Regions from separate parts of the Capra hircus genome. Here region 2 is linked to region 1. The links are chromatin contacts, called in public Hi-C maps. All regions are on one chromosome and are shown on one strand. The core of a region is the stretch at or near the end of the contact, and the rest is flanking DNA. Distances in the headings are between cores, read along the strand shown. Region 1 has its middle 43 kb from the start of C25H16orf72. Region 2 has its middle 25 kb from the start of TRNAG-CCC.

Region 1 (4,083 bases), core at 753-3,252:
TTAAAATCTAAGCTGAATTCACATATTTGCTTATTCATTTCCCCAGTGGGATCCATAGAGATTCCTTCCTGAAATATTACGACCCAGAGTAAGCAAAAATAATAAAGAAAAATGAGTCACCTCTAACCACTTAAGGAAGGCAGGATAATTGTATCTGGAGCCAGGCAGGAGATGGTCAATGAACTTGATGGTTATTGTTCTGTACTTAAGTTTTGTTGTTTCCAGAATCCAGGGTGAAAAGGGAGACACAGTGTGCAAGCTTTTTGCTGTCAGATAAAGAACCACCACCGCTGGCTCATCACTAAACAATCAGCCTGCCAATGCAGGAGATGCCGGAGACTCAGGCTCCATCCCTGGGCCGGGAAGATCCCCTGGGTCGGGAAGATCCCCTGGGCCGGGAAGATCCCCTGGGCCGGGAAGATCCCCTGGGCCGGGAAGATCCCCTGGGTCGGGAAGATCCCGTGGAGGAGGAAATGGAAGCCCACTCCAGTATCCTTGCCTGGGAAATCCCATGGACAGAGGAGCCTGGCGGGCTACAGTCTAAGGGTCACAAAAGGTCAGACATGACTGAAGCGACTGAACATGCACACACAAAGGAACTAAGTTTACAAGCGAAGCCAGGTGCCATCCTCAGCCCAAATCTGGGAAGAAAACAGTCAAATCTGGGTAATTTGTCACCTCCTAACCTTCCAGTCTGAGAAAAATTACATTTTTCTTTAAGTTGCAGGAGTTAACAATGGCTTTTGTTTCCAGCTGGGAGGCGTCGCCATAGCAGAAGGCAATTATTAGATCAAAGGGACGATTTAATGCATCTTCAAAGGCACTAATTTGATGCCAAGGTGGCAATCAAACCCTGCTCTCAGGACTGGTTTGCAGGACCTTAAAATAAACTTGTCAATTCTGGGCCACGCTAAATGTTTTTGAATAAATATCTCTTTTATGCTCACAGCATTAAAATATAAATAAACAACAGTGACACAGGCCCAGAAAGCTTCAGGGACTGATAAGGTGGGATTTCATGCAGGCTCTCCCCAAATTAAAAGACGCTTGCTCCTTGGAAGAAGAGCTAGACAGCATATTAAAAAGCAGAGACATCACTTTGCCGACAAAGGTGTGTATAGTCAAAGCTATGGTTTTTCCAGGAGTCATGTATGGATGTGAGAGTTGGACCATAAAGAAGGCTGAGTGCCAAAGGATAGATTGTGGTGTTGGAAAAGTCTCTTGAGAGTCCCTTGGACTGCAAAGAGATCAGACCAGTCAATCCTAAAGGAAATCAACACTGATAATCATCAGAAGGACCAATGCGGAAGCTGAAGCTCCAATACTTGGGCCACTTTTGATATGAAGAGCTGATTCACTGGAAAAGACTCTGATGCTGGAAAGATTGAGGGCAAGAGGAGAACGGGGTGACAGAGGATGAGACGGCTGAATAGCATCACTGACTCAAAGGACAGGAGTTTGAGCAAACTCCGGAAGATGGTGAAGGACAGGGAAGCCTGGTGTGCTGCAGTCCACGGGGTCGCAACGAGTTGGACACCACCGAGCGACTGAACAACAACTCCCCAGTTCAGTTAAAGACATGGCAGTGGGAAGCTTATCTTCAGAGGAATCCAGATTTAGGACCCACAGGCTCCCTTTCCCCACTGCTCCACCCCTCAGTTATCTCTCACAAAGGTTTCTTCCTTTAATGAGGCAGGGGAGGTGTGATACACACATGCACACAGATTTTGGCAATGTTTAGGTACACTTTGGGTTGTCACAACTGCTCCGTGTGTGTGCCCGCGGGTGTGCTTGGGCACACGCTATTGGTTTCTAGTGAGCAGAGGTGGTGGAGGGGGAGGGAGGATGGAGAGAGAGATGGGGAGGACGAGGAGGGTAGCCACTGACAGGAAAGAGAAGAGGGGGGACACAAAACAAGAGGGAGGGAAGGTACAGGACAGGAAAGAACGAAGCCTCGCACCGGTGCTGGATCCGGCCGGACCTGAGATCTCCCCGCCCCGGACTTTGCCGCGATCCCTTCCGCATCCGCTTAAGCCCCTTGCAGATGCTGTTGTGTAGTCGCGACCCCGTGCACAGTCGCTCGCCAGGCTCCTTCTGTCCTTGGGATTTCTCAGGCAAGAATGCTGGAGGGGGTTGCCGCGTCTTTCTCCAGGGCCATTTCAGATGGGTTTCAGTTATTTGGAACCCAAAGGCTCCTAGCTAACACAGCGGGAAATGACTGCTTAAGGGTGATTGCTCACGTTGAGCAGGAACTTTCCTTTCCTGGGTTGCCATTACCTCAGCCAGTGCCATTACTCTCAAAGCTAGTGTAACACAGTCGACTCGGGTTTAAGGGGATGTGAGGGGATGGAGAGAGAGAGACGGGGTCCCTGGGTACCTGAGAAAGAGGGTCAGGCTCAGGCGCGCCCAGCTCCCGGAAAAGCAGGCTGCAGCTTGCTAAACCTGGAATTTGAGATGGCCGCCCCGTACTGCCTTAAGTGGGGGCATCCCCACTTGGATGTTAAAAAGAGAGGATGAGTCCAGAAGAGGAGCACCCTGGGGGCCACCTCCGCTCCCCGGGAGGAACGGGTGCACACGGCAGTTGGGAGATGGTTCACAGGTTCCCCCTCTCTCACCTCCTCTGCCCTCCCCTCGCAGCGGCGCTGGGGGTGGGGGCGGAGGAGGCGAGGGGCGGCGCTCCGTCTGCTCTGCGCCTGCAGCTGCGGCTCCTGCCCTGGGGTGGGTGGGTGTGCGGCCTGGACCACTTTGAGAGTCAGGATGCGGCGATGACTCCAGTGTGGAGGCGGCCCCAGCAGCTGCCTGCCCGCCTGCCCAGCCAAGCAGGACTCCCCGTTTCTCACCTCGTAGGAGTCTAGGTGGAAAAAAAAAAAAAATCAAAGAACAGCACCAACAAAAATTCCCCCAAACCAAACAACAGGAGGGAGAATGTTCTCAGCTTCTTTTCTTGCACATTGGGTACCGAAATGTGGGAAGAAGTCCCTGGGCCTCCTTCCCTGAGGAAACAGCCGAGCTCATCTGCTTTAGCTTCTGCATCACCACCACTCCCCACCTTCAAGAAACTTCCGACGCTCAAAATTAAGCAAGCACGGTGAAAGCGTGTCCACCTGGACAGGCCGAATGAGGGATTTAGAGTCATTGGAAAGTGCGTGGAGATTTAGGAGGATCAACCCACCCAGTAGTTCTCAATCCAGACTGCAGGTTGGAATTATGCGAATGGGGGCTTAAAAAAATACTGTTGTCTAGGCTCCATGCCCAGCACATCTGGGTGTGTGATTTAATGCAAAGAAAAAAAGCAACACAAACAAAAAATCCTACTGAGCAAATGGAAACCTCAAGGCTGCAAGCATTCTATAAACCTGGGTTTAAGTCCTGACTTCACAGACTGACCCTGGCTAAATTTCCTAACTTCCCTGATCTTTCATTCCCTGTAACAGAAAGATGCTTGCTGCTTGAAAGGAAAGACATGACAAACCTAGACAGTGTATTAAAAAGCGGAGATGTCACTTTGCCAACAAACGTCTGTAGAGTCAAAGATTTGATTTTTCCAGTAGTCATGTACGATGTGAGAGTTGGACCATAAAGAAGGCTGAGCACCAAAGGATTGATGCTTTCTAACTGTGCTGCTGGAGAAGACTCTAGACAGTCCCTTGGACTGCAAGGAGATCCAACCAGTCAATCCTAAAGGAAACAAACCCTGAATATTCATTGGAAGGACTGATGCTGAAGCTTAAGCTTCAATGCTTTGGCCGCCTGATTGTGAAGAGCCGACTCATTGGAAAGGACCCTGAGTTGCTAAGAAAGATTGAAGACAGGAGGAGAAAGTGGTGGCAGAGGATGCGATGGTTATACAGCATCACCAGCTCAACAGACATGAATTTGAGCAAACTTGCGAGATAGTGGACAGGGAAGCCTGGCATGCTGCAGTCCATGGGGTCACAAAGAGTTGGACACGAGTTGGCGACTGAACATCAACAGCAACACAGGAGTGGGGCAGCAGCCTCCTTTCCAGAGACTTCTTTTGCTCTTAATTCTCCAGCCACCCTGGACTTCATTTCCCCCACGGCTGACATCTCTCAGGTCTCT
Region 2 (3,932 bases), core at 1,391-3,890, 82 kb after region 1:
GTCTGCAAGCACCCATTTCCCCATATTGTCTTCACAGTTGAGTGTTGAATCTTTCCAAGTTAACTTTTTTTGGGGGGGCATGTGAGATCCCAGTTCCCAGGGACTGAACCTGGGCCAGAGCAGTGAATGCCCCAAATCCTAATCATTAGGCCATCAGGGAACGCCTTCCAAATTAATTTTGAATTTACCATTCAAAGTTGAATTTATGGTTTTATTAAAAGTCCCAAGGGATTTTTGGAAATGGATCAGAAGTATTTTAGTTCAGCTGAAAGAATTCCCAGCTGAGATTAGCTAAGGAAATTTGGAAATAAAAGACCTTAAAAAAATATATAAAATGGTAATAATTAAAAGCTAGGTGTTGGCAAGAACAATGAAACAGGATAGATACTGCAGAAAATATACATGATATTCTATCAGAAAATAGCACAAAAATGATGGAAGTCATTAATGATGGGTTAGTCAATAAGTGGTATGGGGAAAGCTGAATATTTGGGGGAAAATTTGTTAGCCCATCATTTCATGCTCCCAGGTATATTGAGACATTAACAAGTTAAATGTAGAAACTTTGCTGGTGGTCCAGTGGCTAGGACTCTGAGCTCCCAATGAAGGGGCCCAGGTTTGATCCTTGGTCAGGGTCTAGTAGTCCAGTAGTCATTTACGGATGTGAGAAAAGTGAAAGTCACTCAGTCGTGTCTGACTCTTTGTGACCCCATGGAGTATATTGTCCATGGAATTCTCCAGGCCAGAATTCTAGAGTGCCTAGCCTTTCCCTTCTCCAGGGAATCTTCCCAACCCAGGGATCAAACCCAGGTCTCTGGTATCGCAGGTGGATTCTTTACCAGCTGAGTCACAAGGGAAACCCATGGATATGAGAGTTGGATCATAAAGCTGAGCGCCAAAGAATTGACCCTTGTGGACTGGGGTGTTGGAGAGGACTCTTGAGAATCCCTTGGACTGCAAGGAGATCAAACCAATCAATCCTAAAGGAAGTCAATCCTAGATATTCATTGGAAGGACTGATGCTGAAACTGAAGCTCCAATACTTTGGCCAGCTGATGTGAAGAGCTGACTCATTAGAAAAGACCCTGATGCTGGGAAAGATTGAAGGCGGGAGGAGAAGTGGACAACAGAGGATGAGATGGTTGGATGGCATCACCGACTCAATGGATTTGAGTTTGAGCAAACTCCGGGAGTTGGTGATGGGCAGGAAGGCCTGGCGTGCTGCAGTCCATTTGTTGCAAAATGTCACACACGACTGAGCGACTGAACAACCACAACAGGGAACTAGAGCCACATGCCAGAACTAAAGGTCTCACACGCTGCAACTAAGACCCAGTGCAGCCAAATAAATAAAAATAAAAGTAACAATAAATATTAAAAACATTTGAGGGACTTCCTTGGTGCTCCAGTTGCTAAGACTTCATGTTCCCAATGTAGAGGGTCCACGTTCATTCCCTGGTCAGGAAACTACATGCTGCAACTAAGACCTGGTAGTCAAATAAATAAATATTAAAAAAATATATTTGAATAAGTAGCTAATATTTAATAAGTTTAGAAAGTTAAATGTAAAACATAAGGAAAATATTCATGAATATTTAACCTCACAAGCATAGAAATGGGCAATATTTTTACTAAAAATAAAAGATTGATTATAGCATAAATTTAAACTTTTGTTCATCACCAATATAAACAAAATTGAAAGGAAAATGGGACTGTGACGAGTAATACACTAGAAAGGAGAAATGAAAAGATGAACAGAGAATTCAGAGGCAGAAATACAAATGACCGATCAATATATGAATAGGAAGTTCAACCCTACTTTGTGAAATTCACATTTTAAAAAGAGATATTGTGCTTTGTGTACAGTTTTTTTCCCCCTTGCCCCCGGCCATGCTGTTTGGCTTGTGGAATTTTAGTTTCCTGACCAGGGATCAAACCCAGACCCTTAGCAGCGAGACCACGGAATCCTAACCACTGGACTGCCAGAATTCCCTTGGATACAGTTTTGGAAAGATAAGTGGATCCTACTCAGCGCTGGGAAATCCAGGCTGATGTACATTCATACATGCTCCTGAGGGCAAACTTCCAATATTCCAAAAAATAAGTTTGCCATATATATCAAGATCTTTACAAATGGCCCTAGATTTTGATCCTGTAATTCTACTTCTAAACATTTACCCCAAGAGGGAAATAGTCAGAATTGTGGCAACTCCTTCTTAGGCAACAGTATCTTACTTGGAATAGAAGACACCAAGAAATAACATAACAGCCCAGTGATAGGGCATTGATTAAATGAATCTTATTAGTTAAATTAGGTCGGAAATTATGAAGCCTTTAGAAAGCATGCTCTTGAACACTATTTCAAGAAATGAGGAAATGCTCATAATATAGTAGGAAATACACACAGCATGATCTTAATTTGGCTAGAACAGTGCCTGGCAGCTGATGTGAGCTACTATCATTATTGGTAATGTCAAATGCCCAAATGAGCATTCATTCCTGCCTCAGTTGCACACGTGTGTGTTCCCAAGGCTCCTTGCCTGGCCTACCCTCTGTGAACCAGTTGGGGAAGGTTGTGGGGGGCGGCCCCGGCGCCTTTCCCCTGGGCAGGGCCCCAGACCAACCGAGGGCTCTGTTTCTGGCTGAGCACTGCCATCTAGAGGCTCCTGGCCCACAGCGCAGCGGTCCGCGCAGCTCACCGCCACCCCCGCAGCCACCCAACAATGGGGCTCGAGTGTCTGGTGTTCTCTCTTGTCTGCTGGGGGCGCTGCTTGGTCAGAGCTGGAAAAGACCCTGCAAGACTCCTTATGTCAAGATCTTTACAGAGATCCTTTGGGCCCATGTTTCTTAAACTGTGGTTCTTGAACCTGCACCGCTGGCCGCTGCTGGGAGACTTGATAGTAAAGATTCAGGGTACACCCCAACTTCCCTGAATCAGACTTTGCTGGAGGTGGGGTGGGCAAGGCTGCTGAAAATCTCGAATTTTAACATGCTCGCTGGGTGATTCTGATACATGTTGGAGTTTGAGAGCCATTGATCCAGACTGCTAATATTTTATAATTTAATAGGAGTGGGGGGCTTGGCACAGAGCCTTTAGCCTTTTCCCTAGTAACATACATCTAGATCTATTTTAGGAGGTTCCTTGACTCCAATGTAAGATTTTTTTTTTTAAAGAACAGTTTTAGGGACTTCCCTGGTGGTCCAGTGGGTAAGACTCCACGCTCCCAATGCAGTGGGCCTGGGTTCGGTCCGTGGTTGAGAAACCAGATCCTGAATGCTGAACTTAGTTCACATGCCATAAGTGAAACTCCTGCATGTGACAGCTAAGATCCATGCAGCAAAATAAATAAATAAGCTAAATAGGACAAAAAAGGCAGTTTCAGGTTCAAAGCAAGATTGAGAGGAGGTACAGGGGTTTCTCATATACCTTCCGCCCCCACCTCCTTACCAGAGCCTTTCCCATGATCAACATCCCGCCCAGAGTGGTACATGTGATGAACTTATTCTGACACATCCTAAATCACCTGAAGTCTATGTCAAGGCTCATCTGGCGGTGTACATGCTGCGGGTTTGGACATGGTATTAATATCATGACATGGATCCATCATTAGGTATCACACAGTGCTTCGCTGCGCCTCCCCCAACCCCCCTGTGCTCCTCCTATTGATTCTTAGCCCCCGACCACAACCCCAACCCCTGGAAACCACTGATCTTCTAAGTGTGACTCTACTGTTGATTTTCCTAAAATGTCATACAGTTAGAATCATCTCACCACATAGTGTGAAAAGTACATAGCTTTTCCACACTGGGTCTTTTCCCCTAATAATGTGTGTTTAAGATGTCTCCATCCTTTTCATGGATTGATAGCTCATTTCTTTTTAGTGTTGAATAATATTCTGCTGTCTGGATGTACCACGGCTTATGAATAAAGC

What was found. A called contact is a pair of places that touch in the nucleus more often than the background predicts.
Region 2: a contact with region 1 is called in a Hi-C map of liver, with 5 times the contacts expected there. The contact joins two enhancer-like sites. A contact is called at or near these places in 3 of 5 Hi-C or Micro-C datasets (blood and liver).

Annotation. Positions count from the first base shown.
Region 1 is chr25:7,720,574-7,724,656 of ARS1.2, forward strand. No RefSeq gene overlaps it. Among named protein-coding and RNA genes, the nearest start is that of C25H16orf72, 43 kb to the right of the region's middle. Within about 2 kb of position 2,003, at least 1 of the 5 cell types and tissues checked has an H3K27ac peak or open chromatin away from gene starts, as enhancers often do.
Region 2 is chr25:7,802,266-7,806,197 of ARS1.2, forward strand. No RefSeq gene overlaps it. Among named protein-coding and RNA genes, the nearest start is that of TRNAG-CCC, 25 kb to the right of the region's middle. Within about 2 kb of position 2,641, at least 1 of the 5 cell types and tissues checked has an H3K27ac peak or open chromatin away from gene starts, as enhancers often do.